Regions from separate parts of the Gossypium hirsutum genome. Here region 1 is linked to region 2. The links are chromatin contacts, called in public Hi-C maps. All regions are on one chromosome and are shown on one strand. The core of a region is the stretch at or near the end of the contact, and the rest is flanking DNA. Distances in the headings are between cores, read along the strand shown.

Region 1 (5,266 bases), core at 2,077-4,576, 490 kb after region 2:
ACTGGACCGTGCTTGTACTGTTGCAGTCATTGCAGAGGATTGAAACCTGCATGCAAACCACATTCAACAAAGTGTACAAACATAAAACCGAACATCGTTTTGACCATGTTCAACAACAGAAGTATGATGAAGAAGATATTATATCATATAGAGCAACAGTGGCTCAGTATTAGCCTGAAAGAGGCAACATAGGAAGGAACAGCACCAGAAACCATAACATAAACTTGCCCGCTAAAGTAGACCCTTAAATTATTAGCTTTATGTTCATTTGGAAAGGGTAAAAATGAGTATGAAGAATATTTCCTAATCGATTCGGTTGTTAACATCCATGAAAAAGAAAGACTGGCTGCTATTTGAAATAAGGAAGTGTTATATGACAACACATCTATGTCCCGACCAAACATTGGGAAACAGATGGATGCTTTAGAGAGGCACAGAAATTGTCTAACTAGACCTGATTTCTGAATGAGACCAAAAACTTATAAAAGTTTGCATATATGCTGCAACAATTTTAATTGCATGTATACTGCAGGCAAACTAAAAGAGAAAGTTAAATAATTTACTACGTCAAATTGATACTCCGCAGGCATTCTAGTAGCATCAATCTGTAAACAAAGAAAAAGATCACCAATTAATGACATACAAAAATGATCAAAACAGTAAAATAGTTGGTTAATCCTGAAAGTAGTACTTAACTTCTACAGCAAAATCTTTTTAATATGTTCTTTAGAGAAAGATCAGACATCCTTGAAATAAAAAATTAGGTCCATGGAAAGGGCATAAAAAAATCCAACAAAAGAACCAATTATTAGTGACACACAATATGCTGAGGTCTAGTAGAAACTTAACGCGCAATAAGATGATCAAAAGAAGAAGGTTTATACATCCATATCCAGATCTTCCCAGAAGGCAGACATATCAAGTACTGCCTTGCAGCAGATGGGACACCTATAACTGTGAAATGGAAAAAAAAAAAAAAAAAAAAAAAAAAACCCAATAGTTAATGTTCTAACCATTCTGAGAAAATAAAATTAAAATAACTAAGCAATTAGCAATGTAATTTGAATTTACTGATTTTGCATAGTCATCTGAGAAAAGCATTCCATATGCATTGTATGTCCACATTTCATAATGCGTGTGCTTTTAACTGAGTCAAAAAGATACTGGACACAGAAAAAAAATGTCTTGGAAAAACATATTCTTATGAAATTTCAAGAAAAGTGAAGAAAATGGTCAAACTCTCAAAGCTGAAACCTCAAAACAGATGGGGCAGTAAGACTTCATGGAATTCTCCACACAAAAGTGATTGTCACGCAGATCCACCGTATAGCAAGAACCTGTGCCAATGATAATATCATAAAGGAAAAAGCAATACAGGAAAATGACTACAAGAACTTAAACAACTCTGAAGATACTGCTAATGCTAAGAGTAGTTAAACTGGAATCATAAAATTAATTTGAAGACTGCACAACTATATGCTTAGAGATACTCACCATAAACCTAAGAGAATTTAAAGTTTACAAGAAACAAGTACAGAGATAGGTTCCCTAATATGCCTTTTTCTTTAGCCTTTAAATGAAACTCCAGCTTAAATCTAAAACTAAGTGAATTTTACGAGTCTGAAGTAACCTAGCTTGGGACACCATTAAATCTGCAACTATCTAATGGAGTCAGAAACTCATTGAAAGGACCCCAGATGTCTTAGGAGTCATCTCTTTGAGCCCTATGTTTAAAATGATAATGGACAAAATAGGAGACACTACGACTATAGAACTGCAACACGCCTCAATAAACACTCTGGAACACGGCCATCTAAACAACAGATAAAGCCAATATACTTCGCTGCACTCCGCAATATTACAACAGTAGGGAAAAGAAGGATTTTAAGGGCTATCTATCATTACGATTTTGGCTATTTCCTTTGGCTTTCTTAGGTTAATCCTATGAAATAAACAAAAATTAGAGAAGAACCACATCTGGTTAATATGATCAAACCACCATGAATATCAATAACTTATAATTCAGCTATCCTTTTCATCTTTTTCCGTTTCTTTTCAGCTTAAAGAGGAATAGCATATTGTGCCCCATAACAAGTATAACAGGAAATTCCATACAATACTATAAAAGAAACCAACTCTAAAACTAAATCAATTAAGGAGCAAGAATGGTAATAAGACTGCCTACCACATTTCTCGCAGTGAAAGAACTTATCACGGCCACCAACCCTGTGTAAACCACAGATTAGACCAGACTAGAAGTTGACAAGATATAAGACGGAAACAAGTTACAATAACAGGTAAAAAACTTAAGCAATCGGACACAACATGCTAACTAACCTACAAATTCCACAATCATTACAATGGAATTGTCCCTTTGTAATCTGCAACATTCATAACATAAACTCAACATGATTCTTTAAGTGGAATAAAAGTAAACATAAACATGCAATGATCTTACATCATCATCATAGAATTTACAAATGTCGCAGAAATATTCTCCCATGTTTACCCCACAATGGGAACAGACTTGAGTAACCTGGACATTAGAAAAATGGACTTTCAGAGTTGAGACACTTACAGTTACTACCACAGAATTAAATGCAACGAGACATACCTCCTGTTGGGTATTGCAGATTGAACAAATAACCTGACACATCATCAACTCCACTCCATTATAACAATTATATGTTAAGGTACAACATGAAAGGTGATTTTGTCAAATAAGACATACTTGCTTGACATCCTGCCTGACAAGGTCGTGATGATCTTTTGGGTTGCTAAGTGAGTTCTAAATTAAACAAATAAATAAATGAATTATTAAAAGAAAAAAATTTTAAACAATCCAAAACAATAAGATTAATAAATATATCTAACCAAGGCAGGCAATTTAAAAACGTAAATGAACATGAAAAGGGAAAGGGAAACGAGAGAAGGGAGAGAGAGTACTGAGGTCTCGTTATGGCAATGACGGCAAGGGAAGATCTTATTACAGCAAGGAGCAAGGATTTTACATCGTCTCTTGTAGTGATCGCATCTGAAAGAAAAACAAACAAAAAAAAAGAATTTAACAAATTGAAACCCAAAGGAAACAAAAAAGAATATAGAGCAAAGAGAAGATACCCATGCTCGTGTTTTCCGAAATCTTTGCTTCTCTGAGGCGAAATTACAGAGTCCCCTGCCATTGGTTAGAATAGGAACACGAAGAAAGAAAGAACAAAATAGAGACTTTTGCTCTTCTTCTTTCTGTTTTTTTTTCCCCTTTCTGGAAATTAAGAACAACATAGAAAAACATAAAATTTACCCGTGTCGTATATTAAAAAGTTAATCGATTTTATAAAACTTTTAAATAATTTTTAAATATAAATAAATTGGGCCTATTAGGCCTTCAAAGTCAATCATGTTTGCTCGGCCTTATTAGGCTTGTAAATCAAACTGATGTTTTCTTTTTTCCTTTTTTGAATGCCAATGGAATTCACTTTTATCTTACGTTTGCAAAAAAAGATTTGTTTAACTGCTAGCAGTAGATATTAGCCTCAGCCTACGTCGTAACAATCGTCACTGAATGTTTTCTTATTTCACCCCTTCCCCGTCGACTGTTGTTAACTTCTCACTCATTTTGACATTTATACATTTAATAAAGAGATTATATATAATTTGACATCTGAATTTGTCTATTTATATTTAGTTAGTTTCTAAATTTTTTTTGGATTTAGTTAGCATTGAATTTGTATTCCATCAACTAAGTTAGTACCTTCGCATTAACACCGTTAGTTTGTGCTAATGTGACTCTGCTAATCAATCCGATGATGTCACGTGACAACTTCTCATAACACCACATGGAAAACATAAATATATTTTGTAATTTATGTTTGCCATGTGGCAACCTCTCAAAACATCACGTGGCACCATCAGATTGAATAATAGTGCCATACCAGCAAAATTAATAGTGTCAATGTGGATATATCAACTTAGTTAACAAGAATATAAATTTAGGAATCAACTAGATATAATGAACAAATTCAATGGCCATATACATTATCCCTTTAATAAAGGTTGTTCCTTGTTAACAATCACCGTGGACTGTTGTCCTTTTTCTCCTTTCATCAAGTTTTAACATTAACATTTTATAAAATTTGTTGTTTGTTAATGAAGATAATAACTCAAATGTAAATGATAAAATTAAGAATGTTTTTAATACGGATATCATTAATTTTGGATGATATACAAATACTTTTTAAAATGAAAGAAAATAATTAGAAGAGTTGATACAAAGAAGTAAATTGAGTGATAATTGATAAGTGACGGTTCATCCACTAGTCATGTAAAGAATTGAAAATTGATTCAATAGAGGACGGGTTGAGGAGGCACTTCGACAAAAGTAATAGTCTCACAAGTATGTCTTGTATCCATCCTTCTCTGTTTTCTTAGATATGGGCTTTTTTGTGAATCTCATAACGTTGCCACGTTATGTAGTAGATTTGTTATGTGTACCCTTAATACATGTCTTTGGACTATGAAGGATCTTCTCTTGATAGATTACTTTAAATAAATCCCAATAATGTGATGTGAAAATTGATCGAGATTCACATGCTAATCATTTAAGACGAGATGCTAGACAAGATATTTCCAATAAACAAATTTTTCTAATCAAAATTAAGATATTTCCAATAAACAAATTTCTCTTATCAAAACGATTGACTTGACAAGTTCTTTCAACCACTCGACGAGGTGAAGACATGTAACAAGAACCAACATAAACCAATGCTAGAAACACGACGACTGAAATTTTGAGATGGAGCATATATCCTTCATCGATAATCAAGCCGTGTCGGCAAATATCAAAGCATGTGAAAGGTCAATCGCGGATTTTCCCGTCAACTGAAACAAAATGAAAACTTGATTCATGTCAAAAGCCCCTAAGCTATTTGTAATTTTTCTTTTCAGAAATTTTACATGTATCAATGACTTGCACTAACCATATCATATTATCATATCTGTTTCATTCTTTCTCTCACATGCATCTCATATATCTGTACCTTACACAAAATTGGCTTCTGAATAGCCTAGCTATGAATGTAATCTTATTCAAACCGGTTCTGAGGCATCTCCCGAGGAGCACTTGAACAAAGGACTCGCAACTCGAGGTGCAGCTCGGGAATCAAGCACAAGTTGCGCAACTATCAAGATGCTTTCTTCTTGCAGAACATGTTTACTATTGTAGGATGGTTATACACTTTCACAAGGATTAAGGAACACATAACCAAAG
Region 2 (5,464 bases), core at 1,906-4,405:
ATTGCCAATACATGATTGTTTGCGAATTATTTTTGAGACATTATTGATGAGAATTACAAGTTGAGAAAGATTAACTTTAATATAGGTTGAGAATTTTGCTTGAGGACAAGCAAACGCTTAAGTGTGGGGATATTTGATAAGTGATAAAAATAACATGTTTTAATCTCGTTCTTAATGCGTTTTTGGAGGATTATTTATGCAAATTGGTGAATTTTATGCTCCTAATCTTTTAAATTCATGTTTCTATACTTAGAAGAGCATTTGGGAGAAAAATAAGTGACAATCGAGTAAATAGAGCAGCTTTTAGGAGCCATGCAGGCTGGGCCTTCCCAAATGGTTGGATACACGGCCGTGTGAGCCACATGGGCTGGCATGCGACCATGTTTCAGACCGTGTTGATTTCGCGATTCGCATCCCAAACACGTGGAAAAACGCAACTTTTAGGCTTTCTGGGCATTCTAAAGTCTATAAATACCAAATAGAAGAAGAAAAGAGAGAGCCATTAGAGAATATTGTAAAAAACAACTCAAAGAGCACCATTGGAGCCAACTCTGAAGTAGATTTCCATCAAGATTGATGGCCTCCTTTTAATTTCTTTTGAAGTTTTTATGAGTTTCTTTACTTCCTGTGGTTATTCTGTCTTTAAGATGTTTTTATTCACAATTATGAGCTAATTCTCTAAATACCTAGGGAAGATGAACCCTATGATGAATTCTATTATTTGATTTTTGTTTTATGCAATAATACTTTATTCTTGTTCTCAGTTATATGTGCTTATCTCTTGTTTTAATATTTCTAGGATTTTAATTCATGTTTAATGTGCTTAAATCAGAGGAGGAAAAGTCTCTATTTAAGAGTAGATCTAGCATAATTAAGTGGAGTTGCATGCAATCCTAGAAAAGTATGACATAAATCTGCCGGATTAGAGTCAAATCTAATAGGGGAATCTATAGATCGAGTTAATGCGACAATAGGGGTTTTAATTAGAAAAAAATTTCAATTATTCAACCTAGAGTCAGTTGCTCTTAGTCTTGAAAGAGATATTAGCATAATTTAGGGATTTCTATGGATCAAGATACCAAGTGAATAAATCGTTTAATTCAAATTCATAATGATAAATGAAGTCTAGGTGGATTATTTTCTGGGTATCGTTTCATTTATTGGTTATTATTCAATTATTTTTATGATTTATTCTCTGTTGAGTTCTTTAGTTAAATTAATTTAGTAATTTTAATTTAAATCAATCACTCTAATTTGTTGGTTAAATAATAGGAAAACGGTAATTTCTAGTACTTTTAGTCATCATGGATACGATATCTTTACTCATCGTAGCTATAGTATTTATTGATAGGTGCACTTGCCTTTGTTGTATTTTTAGTTAGTTTTGTGACACATCATATGCCTTGTGCACAAAATAAGTATGATTGAGTGAAAGCTCGAAATAAGTACCAAATAGCCTAAAATATACCAAAAATAGAGTTTACATCGCGACTTCAGGAGATGATCGTCGCAACGAGCTTAGGACTTCAAGCCACAACATGACGAGGAACCCCATTGTCACAATGAGGCCAAGTCAATATGTCACGTCACGACGAGGAACTCCCTCACATCCCGACATCGATTTGAAGTTTTGAAACTTTACAATTTAGTCATATTTCATGCTCGAGTCAACAAATGAGCTTTCGTAAACTCGATTAAGGCTCGAATTTGATTATGTATCATATTGTAAATGTGTTTATGGCATGTTTTTATGTTTGAATGATCATTTTAATATATAATTGATTGTAATTGCTCTGGCAACGAATGTGATATCTTGTTATCTGGACCTGACGATCGAGTCAGGTAAAGAGTGTTACAATTATTTTTGTTACAAGTAAAAAGTTGTTATAAAAATTAAAATAAAACATAAAAAATCAATTCTACTAAAAACTTAATTGTTATAATGAAATGTTATTGTAGAAAAAGTGGACTGAAAATTTAAAAAATATAAATTCAAGATTTTCTCTCTTTCCAAGACAATAGCCCCTTCATACAAATCATATAACAATTATTCTAATCATGGCCTTGCATAGTTTAATTCTCACCCAACCAATCAATTTTTGTTGTTATACTTAGTTCATAAAATTATAACCATTTAAGCATCAAATTTAACCAAATAGAAACCAGTTACTCCCATTGATATGTTCCTCCAAGTTATTAAGCACAAAATAAACTTTAGGAAACAAAAAATAATAGCATTTTTAGTTACTTAAACCAATTAGGTTAAACTCGGTTGTTAATACTTATATTTAGTGAAAATTATGGATTTAATCTTTATATTTTAATTTGATCAGTTTTAGTTCTTGTACTTTTTGAAATGGCCAATTTTAGTCTCTGTACTTTTCAAATTTCAAAACTTTAGTCTTGACCCAAACAATTCAATTAATAGTTCTGTATTAAGTGCACAATTCTAGATTTAGTCCATATTCTCCAATTGGATCATTTTAAGACTATACTTTTCAAATATTGAAATTTCAATCTTAATGTAAATAATAGCCATTAATCATTTAACTGGATTTTTAGTGAGTAATATCTGAAAATAATCATTTGACATGGCATTACACATATGATAATATGTTTAACGCATTAAATTTTGAAAATAACATAACATAACTTAATGAATTTAACAATTATTATTTGGTAAGGACTAAAAATGAACAAAATTCACAAAATTCGTAAATTAAAAGGACTAATAGCAAGATTTTACCAACCAAATAATATAAGAATTTTCGATTCCATTGTCATATTCATGATTCCACACATACTTAAATAAGACTCAACATTGTCTTATAATTTTAGCTATCTATTTCAAAAAAGATCACGGGTGAAACATAGGAAAAAAAATCAAAGGAAAAGGATAAAAGAAACCCTATATCATGATGTAGACCTTGAAGAAAATAACTTATCCACATTGTCTAGTAGCCAACCCATGGAGCTGTATTTTACCATTAAAGTTATCAACCATCTTTTGACTTACAGCACCCACTCTCTTTTTCACCACCACACTTCTTCCCTCATCTGCACATAAAAACACCTGCAACTCCATTCTTCTCATATATTCATGCATTCAAATTTGCCTTACTTGGACCACTCATACCGATTTATCTTCATTTTCAATGGCTTCCCTTTGGTCACCATGGGGAAACTTGTTCATGTTTTTAATGGCTTATTTTTCTTCACTACCCTTATCTTCATCATCTCAGCAATATTTACATGTACAATACTCAACTATATCAGCTGCACCGGCATTCCTTCCAAGTGCACCTCTTGCTTCTTCTCCAAGTTTACCCCCTGACATTGAGCCTTTGTTCCCTACTCCGAATGGTGTGGCACCTTCTCCTACTCATTCGTCGATGCCCACAATTCCTTCAAGCCCCAGTCCCCCGAATCCGGATAACATCGTGGCCCCTGCTCCTGGTTTCGCATTTTCACCGTCTAACAGCCCTTTGCCGTCATCCACTTCGGTTTATCCGACTTCAGCTCGAGCTTTAAAACCAACATTGTTTCTTGGTTTGCTAGTATTTAGTATATTGCAGAAGCTTTCTGGTGTGTGAATTTCTGCTGATGGCATTGTTCCTTGTAGCTTAACTCTTTTCTTTTTATGTTTTCTATATATTTATTTTTGATATTGTTAATCATGATTGTTGACTATTATATTTAATACAAATTATTAGTATGAACTCTGATTTGGTACAAAAGAGTGCTTATACTATTAGCACAAAGACTACATTAAGTTCAACTTCTGTTACAATAAGGAAAAACAAAAAAAAGAAATAGCAACAAGGGAAAACAAGTACACAAATGAAACAATTGAACGAAAGAATAGCAAACACTGATAAAATTTCTCAGAAGGTAACACATGTATAACAATTCTTCCAAGTTCCTAATTTGAACTGCTCTCTTTTCCTATATGTATATGTATATGCTACTTACCTTAATGCAACCTAACTAAAACTACAGGGCAATGATAGTAGAACGAGACAATGGGGATCCATTCAACAACATCCCAAATAGTCCTCCCTTTATTTTGTTGAATTCAAAGGGACTCCATTTACTGGGGGATGGTCTTTTAACCATATTCTTCTTCAGCTCCATGTTCTCATCCTTGAGCGCTTGGACAGCATAACTGAGTTGTCTAATCACCTCTTTCTTCTCTTCATCTTTCTGAATTAATTGAGCATTCTGAACCTTGTTCTCTTCTTTCAGTTTCTCTATTTCTTCCCTTAACTTCATCAATTCATCGCCGAACACCTTTGACGATTCATCTTCCTTCACAACATGGCCTTCTTTAGTTACTAAACCTGCTTCGTATTTGTCTTCCTGCTTGGGATCCTTAACTTCCTCCCCAGTTTCATCATGTTCAGGGTCATCAACTTCTGATTCAGCATAGTCTTCAGATTCAAAGGTCTCGGAGCTGCTATCATAGAGTTTATCCATCAAGTTGATCGTCTTCTCTGAATGGCAGTACTTCATGGAAGAAAATGGGGATCCCAATGTTGTTACAAGGCGATTTCCAGGGTCCAACTTAATTTGATCATACCGCTCAGCGAGTAAACGATGGGATCGGTAGAAATCTTCAACCAAGCTAATCAACTCGGGACGTTTCTTGTAATACATTTCTGCACGTTTTGCAAAGGAATCTGCATCTTCCTCAATCAATTTTAGCATTGCCTTGGTCTTGGAGTCCAGCTCTATCATTAAAAGAAAACCATTCAAACTTCAGCAATTAAACAGAACAAACAAATAATGGTAAAAGAAAATAATTCCAGGAAGTTGAATGAGTTGGTCAATGTTAACGTTTCACCCTGGTAAAACAACATGGCAACAGAACCTTTCTGGTCTTTTAATCAAGCAAAGATCTCTCAATGGCAGACATATAGAAGAGAAAGGATCAATTGCTAAATTAAATATGAGCAAAGGGTCCTATCCAAATCTATACCCGTTCCCTAGAATGATCCATTTATAATTAACCTGAGATGCAAGGGGTCCAATTCATTATTAGCTCATAAAGTAATGTTTTTGGAAGACTAATTACTTGAGCTGCAAAGCTACACTTAGAAGTTAGTGGGAAATATGGAAAAGTGAGAAAGTTAACAATGTCTGGGGGGACTTCAATTTCAGGGTCCCTGTACACTGAGGGCCACCCACATGTACATGCTAAAGCCTGTAAGATCTCAGAAAACAGAAATTTGAATATCCATCCAAACGCAAGCCATGATGATTAAGATATTAACACACAAAACAGGAACTACAAGTCAACCATTCCAGCACCAGCTCATCATGCCATTGCATCCCTAACACCATGAGCAAATCTTCGGCTCAAGGTTAAAATCCACAGTCCAGGACAAGCAATTCCATATTGTTGCCAAGACCACCAGCTTGTTAGGTCTCTGATTTCAAAAACCTTGTATCCTGAATCCTAGAA

Evidence for each region. Hi-C and Micro-C count contacts between places; a contact is called where the count stands out from the background.
Region 1: a contact with region 2 is called in a Hi-C map of leaf, with 2.4 times the contacts expected there. The contact joins the promoter of LOC107913261 here to the promoter of LOC121220271 in region 2. A contact is called at or near these places in 3 of 34 Hi-C or Micro-C datasets (hypocotyl and leaf).

The regions. Positions count from the first base shown.
Region 1 is chrD08:11,926,063-11,931,328 of Gossypium_hirsutum_v2.1, forward strand. It overlaps LOC107913261 (E3 ubiquitin-protein ligase MIEL1), which reads right to left and starts at 3,327. Exons shown (of 12, transcript XM_016841792.2): 1 at 3,121-3,327; 2 at 2,947-3,034; 3 at 2,732-2,788; 4 at 2,615-2,647; 5 at 2,459-2,536; 6 at 2,338-2,381; 7 at 2,186-2,226; 8 at 1,255-1,337; 9 at 1,072-1,163; 10 at 885-954; 11 at 564-605; 12 at 1-46. The coding sequence starts at 3,182.
Region 2 is chrD08:11,436,631-11,442,094 of Gossypium_hirsutum_v2.1, forward strand. It overlaps LOC121220271 (classical arabinogalactan protein 26), which reads left to right and starts at 3,156. Exons shown (of 1, transcript XM_041099851.1): 1 at 3,156-3,733. The coding sequence starts at 3,156. The coding sequence ends at 3,593. It overlaps LOC121202909 (protein NETWORKED 3A), which reads right to left. Exons shown (of 3, transcript XM_041099850.1): 3 at 3,850-4,730. The coding sequence ends at 3,994.